2 separate regions of the Canis lupus genome follow, and region 2 is linked to region 1. The links are chromatin contacts, called in public Hi-C maps. All regions are on one chromosome and are shown on one strand. The core of a region is the stretch at or near the end of the contact, and the rest is flanking DNA. Distances in the headings are between cores, read along the strand shown. Region 1 has its middle 21 kb from the start of FOXO3. Region 2 overlaps ARMC2 (armadillo repeat-containing protein 2).

Region 1 (3,808 bases), core at 476-2,975:
TTTGTAAGTTTTTATTTTAATTTCAGTTAGTTAACATACAGTGGAATATTAGTTTCAGGTGTACAATATAGTGACTCAACACTTCCATGCATCACCTGGGGCTCATCACAAGTACCCTCCTTAATCCCCATCACCTATTTAACCCGCGCTCCTCACTCCCCTCCCCTCTGGTAACCATTAGTTTGTTCTCTACAGTTAAGAGTCTGTTTCTTGTTTTGCCTCTCTCTTTTTCCCCCCTTTGCTCATTTGTTTCTTAAATTCCACATGAGTGAAACCATATGGTCTTCATCTTTCTCTGACTTATTTCACTTGGCATAATACTCTCTAGCTCCATCCATGTGGTTGCAAATGGCAAGACTTCATTGTTTATTATGGCTGAGTAATATTCCATTGTATATATACACCACATCTTCCTCATCCATTCATCAATAATGGACCCTTAGGCTGCTTCCATATCTTGGCTATTGTAAATAATGCTGCTCTAAACTTTGGGGTGCATGTATCCCTTTGAATTAGGATTTCTGTATTCTTTGGGTAAATACCCAGTAGTGCAATTGCTGGATTGTAAGGTAGTTCTATTTTTCAGCTTTTTGGGGAACTTCCATACTGTTTTCCACGGTGGCTGCACCCAGTTTGCATCCCCACCAGCAGTGTAAGAGTGTAGTACACTTTTACTGGCCACCTCCCTAGCATCTATTCCTTTTCTTTTTCCAAATTCAGAGTCCAGTTTTCTTTGGAGAATGCTCCCACTTACTTTGAGGCAGCCATATGTACTGTGTGAGAATGATTCCACCCTGACTCCAGAGTGGACTCCGTTTGGCTTAAGTTAGTTAGAGGATCCCGCCCGCCTTTGGGCATTGTGATTGGCCTAGACATAAGAGCAGGACCCAGTCTGGTCCTCATAGAGACAGAGGGAAATACTAACCAAGGGCTTCTGACCAGGAAGCTTCCTCGATCTTCCAGGCACTATCAGTAGAGATAGCTTATCTTCCTCTGGACAGTGTAGCAGCAGATATGAAGCCTAGCCTGGCACTGCTACAGTGAGTTCTGTAGCCTGTGGATGATGCCCACATACAGAAGGGTCAGGGTAGAAAGAATCACACAGACAGGGACCCAGAACTCTGAAGGCAACACGAACCTCTGGATCAATCCATGCCTGAAGTTTTCCCTCCCTTTGTTTTTTTTTCAGTTATATAAGCCAAGAAATTCCTTTTATTTTGTTGATATTCTATATTACTCGAAACATGGAAAGTCCCCATCAAAACATTTAGAGAGCAGTGAATTTAGCTGAACTATGGAACAGAGACAACATCAAATGTTCTGGAATATCACTAATGGAAGCGTGCAATGCTGGCTAAATGAAGACTCATTCATAAAGCCCGTGCTCAAGCATAGTTAGCTCTGCACTTTAGAACAAAGTTGGATTGCTGGGAAGGCCCCAGTTCTCAGGGCACTTCATCTACCCACTTTCAGCAAAACTTCAAGTTGGTAGGAGTCGGCATCTGCCGTTTTCCGCCTGCCTTTTTGATAACTGTACCATGCTCCCAAACGATCAGTTTCTTTCCCCCTGTTTCAGACTAAGGGGTAAATGGATTATGGGTCTGGCGGGTTCTTCCTCCCACGGTGTGGACTGCAAGGGATAGAAACTCCCATCGTTCAGAGCGCTCGGGAGACGGAGCTGGGATTCGCGTGTACGCTTGGCGCAGCCACAAGATGGCAGGAGGAGACCGGGGAACACCGTGTCTGCAGGCTCTGCAGGCCGGGCCTGGGCCTCTCGCTCCACCTTGAGGAGAGCGCAGCCTGCCCGCCCGCCCACCAGGTGAGGTGGTGCGGAGAGACTGGTTTGACCTGGAGTTCCCTGTGGAACAGTGAGGGGTGCTGAGGCAAACAGGTAGAGGCTGTGAAGTTTGGGGGTGACGGCAACCAGCGGGGAGGGACGCGTGTTTCTGCCTCCCCCTCCCCTTCTCCACGTGCGACACAGGGGCTCTGGTTGTGAACACGCCCCTCGTGGGAAAAGCTGGTGTAAGATGCACAAAATGCCCTGAAAGCCACGGAGGAGAGATGTTTTTCTAGAAAGACTGGCATCAGTGGCCCATGTGTGTCTGTTGCTCCTGGAACCTTCTGGGCACATGTAGCGTGCCCTGGTATTCCGGGCCCGTGGACCATGGATGGCCTCTCGATGGGCCTCCCACTTTGACATCACTGTCTGCTTAAGTGACACCAGCTGAGTTACAGTCACTCGCCAGAAGGCGCTGCCTCTTGAAAAAGAGGCCAGGGGCAGAGGGAAAGAGGTTTCCTTCAGAGGGGAGGGTTCTGGGAAGGACGGGTTTGGAGTTGGGCGCTGTGGTGAGTCCCAGCCTGGTTGCCCCTGAGCCTGGTTCTGCCACCGGGAATGAAGGGAGGCCGACCCCGAAGCCCCTCGCAGGGCTGCCCCAGATGACAGGAGGCATTGATTCTGGGCTGAACAAACTCTGTACGTAGTGACGTGTACATAGGCAGAGGCCGGCTTCCTGGTCCTCGTGCCGAGCTTCACCGACTCCGGAGGCCTCCGATTGTCCTCAGCAGGGAGCCTCCCTGCACCCTCTGCGCCAGCGCCAGCGGTCTCCTCTTTCTTCTCCTCCTGACTAACCGCCTCCCATTTCGGAAATATCGTTATTTCTCAGCGTCTGAAGCTGAGAGCTGAGCAGCATACCCGATGGCTGTGTGTTTTCACTTTGGTCAGGACATTCTTCTTGCTGCTCCACTAAAGGCCCTTCTGTGCCCCTCCTGCCCTCTAGGCGCGTTAGGCCTGGTGGCCAGAGGTGGCCGGTGAGGGATGGAAGGCCTGGTGGCCGGAGGTGGACAGTAAGGGATGGAAGGCCTGGTGGCCGGAGGTGGACGGTAAGGGATGGAAGGCTTGGTGGCCGGAGGTGGACAGTAAGGGATGGAAGGCTTGGTGGCCGGAGGTGGACAGTAAGGGATGGAAGGCCTGGTGGCTGGAGGTGGCCGGCGAGGGATGGAAGGACTGGTGGCTGGAGGTGGACGGTAAGAGATGGAAGGCCTGGTGGCCGGAGGTGGCCGGTGAGGGATGGAAGGCCTGGTGGCTGGAGGTGGACGGTAAGAGATGGAAGGCTTGGTGGCCGGAGGTGGCCGGTGAGGGATGGAAGGACTGGTGGCTGGAGGTGGACAGTAAGGGATGGAAGGCCTGGTGGCTGGAGGTGGCCGGCGAGGGATGGAAGGACTGGTGGCTGGAGGTGGACAGTAAGGGATGGAAGGCTTGGTGGCCGGAGGTGGCCGGTGAGGGATGGAAGGCCTGGTGGCCGGAGGTGGCCGGTGAGGGATGGAAGGACTGGTGGCTGGAGGTGGACAGTAAGGGATGGAAGCCCTGGAGGAGGAGGGAGTCTGCACAGGCCTTGGTGGAAGGCTCTGGCCAAGTGCAGCTGGAGCCACCCTACTGGCTCGTGGGGAGTCTGAATAGCCAGGCCTAAGCACAGGCCCCTCTTCTTCCATCAGAGCGTTTCTGGAATGGGAACCAGGAGACTGGTGGCTGCAAGGAGAGGCACCTGAGACCGAGAATTAAAGTGGCTCGGCGCTGGTTCCCCGCGGGGCCTCGGGGGTTCGCAGGGCGGCCTGGAGCTGGATCTGGGGGACCACGGCAGCGGGCGGCCCAGACTGGGGGGCCACAGCCACCCGCGGAGAGACTATGCCCCACGGCTCTGCCCGGGTACTGGCAGCCAGGGAGGCTGCGCCAAGGGCTAGGTACCTGGGTGCTGGGAGGGCACTTCGCTCGGGGTGCAGTGGGCCCCAGGTTCATGCGGCATTGGTGCAG
Region 2 (3,808 bases), core at 492-2,991, 340 kb after region 1:
AAGTGGACCAATGACTTTGAAAGGCCATTATTTGAAAACTGTCTTGCTTGATTTCAATAATTGTTTAGGACAATAATGAAAAGAAGGCTTGCCTCTATGGTTCTTAGACTTTCTTGTTATTTCTAGGAGTGATATGTATGAGGACTTCCTTGGCTTCACGCCTTGTCAAACTTTGGTATTTTACTTTCTCCAAGGGTAGATTAGATCTGTTCCATCTGAATCTCAACTCCCAAGAGTGTTGACAAAGAAGATCCCATCCTCATATTCTTTCTTTGATTGGCCAGGGACACCTTGCTACCAGATTCATGTTTTTACCCTGCATAAAAATAAGGCAATTGTTTCAGAGTATGAAATAATTAGATATTTTGGGAAGGATTAGCTTGATCTTTTCTCTACTAAATGACAAAGAGAAGTGTTAAATCAAGTGTTCAAAAAAGGAACATGTTTATGGGAAAAATGATATTTGGAGAAGCTAATCCTTGGGGCAGCAGTAAAAACCAAGGGCCAAGACACAGCACTGAACAGTTACTGGGGATCTTATTCACAGACATGTGTCTGGGTATTTGTGAGTGACCCTGACCACGCGCATATGCATTATTTGTGATTTTTTATAGCAAATATTTTATTTGATGACAAAAAAATTTGTTGTAAAATTTGCACTTGGAATTGTGTACAGATATTTGAAGTAAGCACTTTTAAGTGTCAGCTGTAGCTAAGGAAAAGTTGTATCCTTCCTGGATGGTCTTTACATTAAATATAACCTTAAAAAAAAAAAACAAAAAAAAAACAAACCTAAAACAACCTGGCAATATAATCCTACTATTGGCCAACCACTACTCTTTTATCTGGAATACAAAATATTTGTCATCTGGGGGCTGCCTGAATTTACCTTCAATTTTCTTTCACATTTAAATTATTTTAAAAAGGGACTCCTGGGTGGCTCAGAGATTAAGTGTCTGCCTTGGGGCCCCAGGCATGATTCTGGAGTCCCGGGAAAGAGTCCCACATCAAGATCCCTGCATGGAGCCTGCTTCTCCCTCTGCCTGTGTCTCTGCTTCTCTCTCTGTGTGTCTCTCATGAATAAATAAATAAAATCTTAAAAAAAATTATTTAAAAAATAAAGCATTTTCAAGGAATATTAATGAGTTTTTTAAGTGGAAACAGAACAGTCTGTGCTGAAGTAGGAAGAGCTGTGAATTGGAAATTATGAGCCCAGGGCTCTGGATCTGACCCTGCTTTGTGACCTTGGGCACATCTGACCAATTTGGGAACAGTTTCCTTGTATGAAGGGAGACCTAGAGAAAGGGTCCCTTCCAGCTCCTAAAGGCTAGTCTTTTGTGCTTCCCTGCATACCAGAGTTCTTTCTTATTCTAACAGTGACCTCTTGTGGTATATATCCTTCAGCAGGATTTTTTTTTTTTTTTTTTTTTTTTTTTTTATTTGCAAAGTAAACTTGGGATTTTTTGTTGTTGTTTCTGGTGATTGTATTTAATACTATGAGGCAGCTCTGACTTGTCTTTTGATAGATAAACCTTAGCTGGAAATCAGATGTTGGCTAAAGGACTGTAGAGCACCAAACCCCGTCTTAGAAACAGTCCTCTGTGGTTTCTTCACAACCTGCCTAGAGCCGACTCCACACTTTACGGAAAGAAGAAATGCTTTGGTTTGTGGGCTGAGTGTTGTGTGTATTCCTCTTTCTCCTAGGGACCAGGGGAAGAGGCGTTCAAGAACCTCATCATTTTTCAACAGCTCGGACCTGAGCAGACTGGAAACCAGAGCAGGTGAGGTGCCTGCCCTGTGCGTAGTAGAGGTCCCCAGCATGTCTTCCCCTTCAGCATCTCCACCCGCAGGAGAAACATTTGCACTGAAGATGTCTCAGTTGGTTCACTGTTTGAAAACTCCAGTGACTTCGGCCAACTTGGCCACACATCAACATTTATTTTTAGAAATTTTTATTACTTTCACCAGTCTTCAAATTCTTACCATTACAGCTCTAGGGCCTCAAACCTCCATAGATTACTGTCTCAGTGAGCATACAAGCAATTATTTTGTAAAAGCATTTGGAAAATTGCAAAATTTGACAGCGGCATCCTTCTTGAGTTCAAAATCATGGCTCACTTAAGTGAAGCTCTATTAGCTGTATGAAGACAGCCTTTGGGGGCTTTAATCTGTTTGAGGAAAAAAAATGTAACAATATAAATCACAGGCTAGAAATGATGCAAAATGTATTCATTCAATGAAGTGTAGCAGTTACACATGTAATATTGACTGAAATGAGTACAAACATATTACATGAAAACATCAAGTTGCAAAAACAATGACATATGTTGTTTATGGATACAGATCTATGTGGTGACGTGTAAAATCAAACATGATAAAAAAATAACCACCTGATTTAGAACGGTGGTAACCCTTGGAGGCAGAGGAAGGAAGGGGAATAGACAGGGGATGGCAACTATATCTATAATGTTTATTTCTTTGAAATAAAGGAGAGGATAAAAATACAGTTAATATTTGATCAAACTATTTGTGGGTACACAGGTGTTTGTTATATTTTTCACTTTTTACGCACATGCAATTTTATAAAACCAAACTAATATTAGGCCCCCAAAATATTTTCTTACTTTCAAAACTAATTTCTCATCAATAAAATGACTTTTGTGGCCAATCAGAATTTCTGTAACAGGAAAATCCTAGCCTGATTTCTGCATCAGCTTTGTTGCTAAGGATTTTACATTTACTTGCTAAAAACATCAGCCAATAAACATTGTGTCAAGTTTTGTGTCCAGAACTCAAAGCTGTGGTTAAAAACTATAACCACTGAGACAGCAAAATCGTCAAAAACATGCTGAAATTTCTGCTTGACTTACCCAATTTCCTGTTGAATCATAATTTTTATATTTAGCAAACTGTGAACCTAGATGAAAGTGCTTTCTAAAATATTAGGTTGTTGCCCAAGACTGAGGCAAACTTTTATTTAGTTTTTGTAGATCTTAAAGAGTAATCACAGGATCCCATGCTTCAGTTGCTAGAGTGGAGAGGGGTTTGGTTATATAAAATGGCATTTTTGCAGAAAGCAGAGTTGGAGGGGGTCCGGGAGTGGGCGGAGATGTGGAAAGGTCATGGTTGGACACAACTGCTTGCACTGTGATTCTTGGGAAAGGGTTGAAAGTGATCCCTTAAGCCCCAGTGTCTGGCTGACTTTTGCTCTGAGAAGGAACAAGTCTTTAGAACATTCAGAAGGGCTTGCAAGGGCCTTTCCTTTCCCAAGGTTAAACCCTTCTGCAATTTCTGGCTCACCCCTGTAATTCAACTCTGCCTAGGGTGAGCACGTTATTGATTCTGTGTATCCTAAGAAGCAGATTGATAATCATGGTTTCTCACAGAGCTATTCTATTAAAGGGCATATTGCATAGGAGGTAAAAATGCTGATTTGAACTTATTGGACTTGGTAAATTTCAGGGTGCCATAAATATTTGGTGATTAAGTTATTTATCTGACTTATTATCATCTGGCTTTTCACTTGCCTTGATATATGTTGACTTTATTCACATGTCTTTGGACTCTGTCGGATACCTGGGAATATGAACAACCATGTGTTTTATACTGCTTGAGTATTCAGGTTTACTTTTAGAATCCATACCTATAATTTATCAAAGTTAGGGTAGACTCATAAAAGTAATAACCCAAAAGATTGAGACGGAAAGTTGAAGCTTGGGAAAGCTCTGAATTTTTGAAGTATTTTTCAAACTCATTTAGTGACAATGCCTGACCTGGACTGATGGGAGGCCAGGAATTGTCTTTGTTT

Evidence for each region. A called contact is a pair of places that touch in the nucleus more often than the background predicts.
Region 2: a contact with region 1 is called in a Hi-C map of skin fibroblasts, with 2.2 times the contacts expected there. The contact joins two enhancer-like sites. A contact is called at or near these places in 4 of 9 Hi-C or Micro-C datasets (amygdala, blood, liver and 1 more).

Annotation. Positions count from the first base shown.
Region 1 is chr12:65,879,791-65,883,598 of UU_Cfam_GSD_1.0, forward strand. No RefSeq gene overlaps it. Among named protein-coding and RNA genes, the nearest start is that of FOXO3, 21 kb to the right of the region's middle. Within about 2 kb of position 1,726, at least 3 of the 20 cell types and tissues checked have an H3K27ac peak or open chromatin away from gene starts, as enhancers often do.
Region 2 is chr12:66,219,285-66,223,092 of UU_Cfam_GSD_1.0, forward strand. It overlaps ARMC2 (armadillo repeat-containing protein 2), which reads left to right. Exons shown (of 18, transcript XM_038554882.1): 6 at 1,705-1,781. Among named protein-coding and RNA genes, the nearest start is that of ARMC2, 40 kb to the left of the region's middle. Within about 2 kb of position 1,742, at least 4 of the 20 cell types and tissues checked have an H3K27ac peak or open chromatin away from gene starts, as enhancers often do.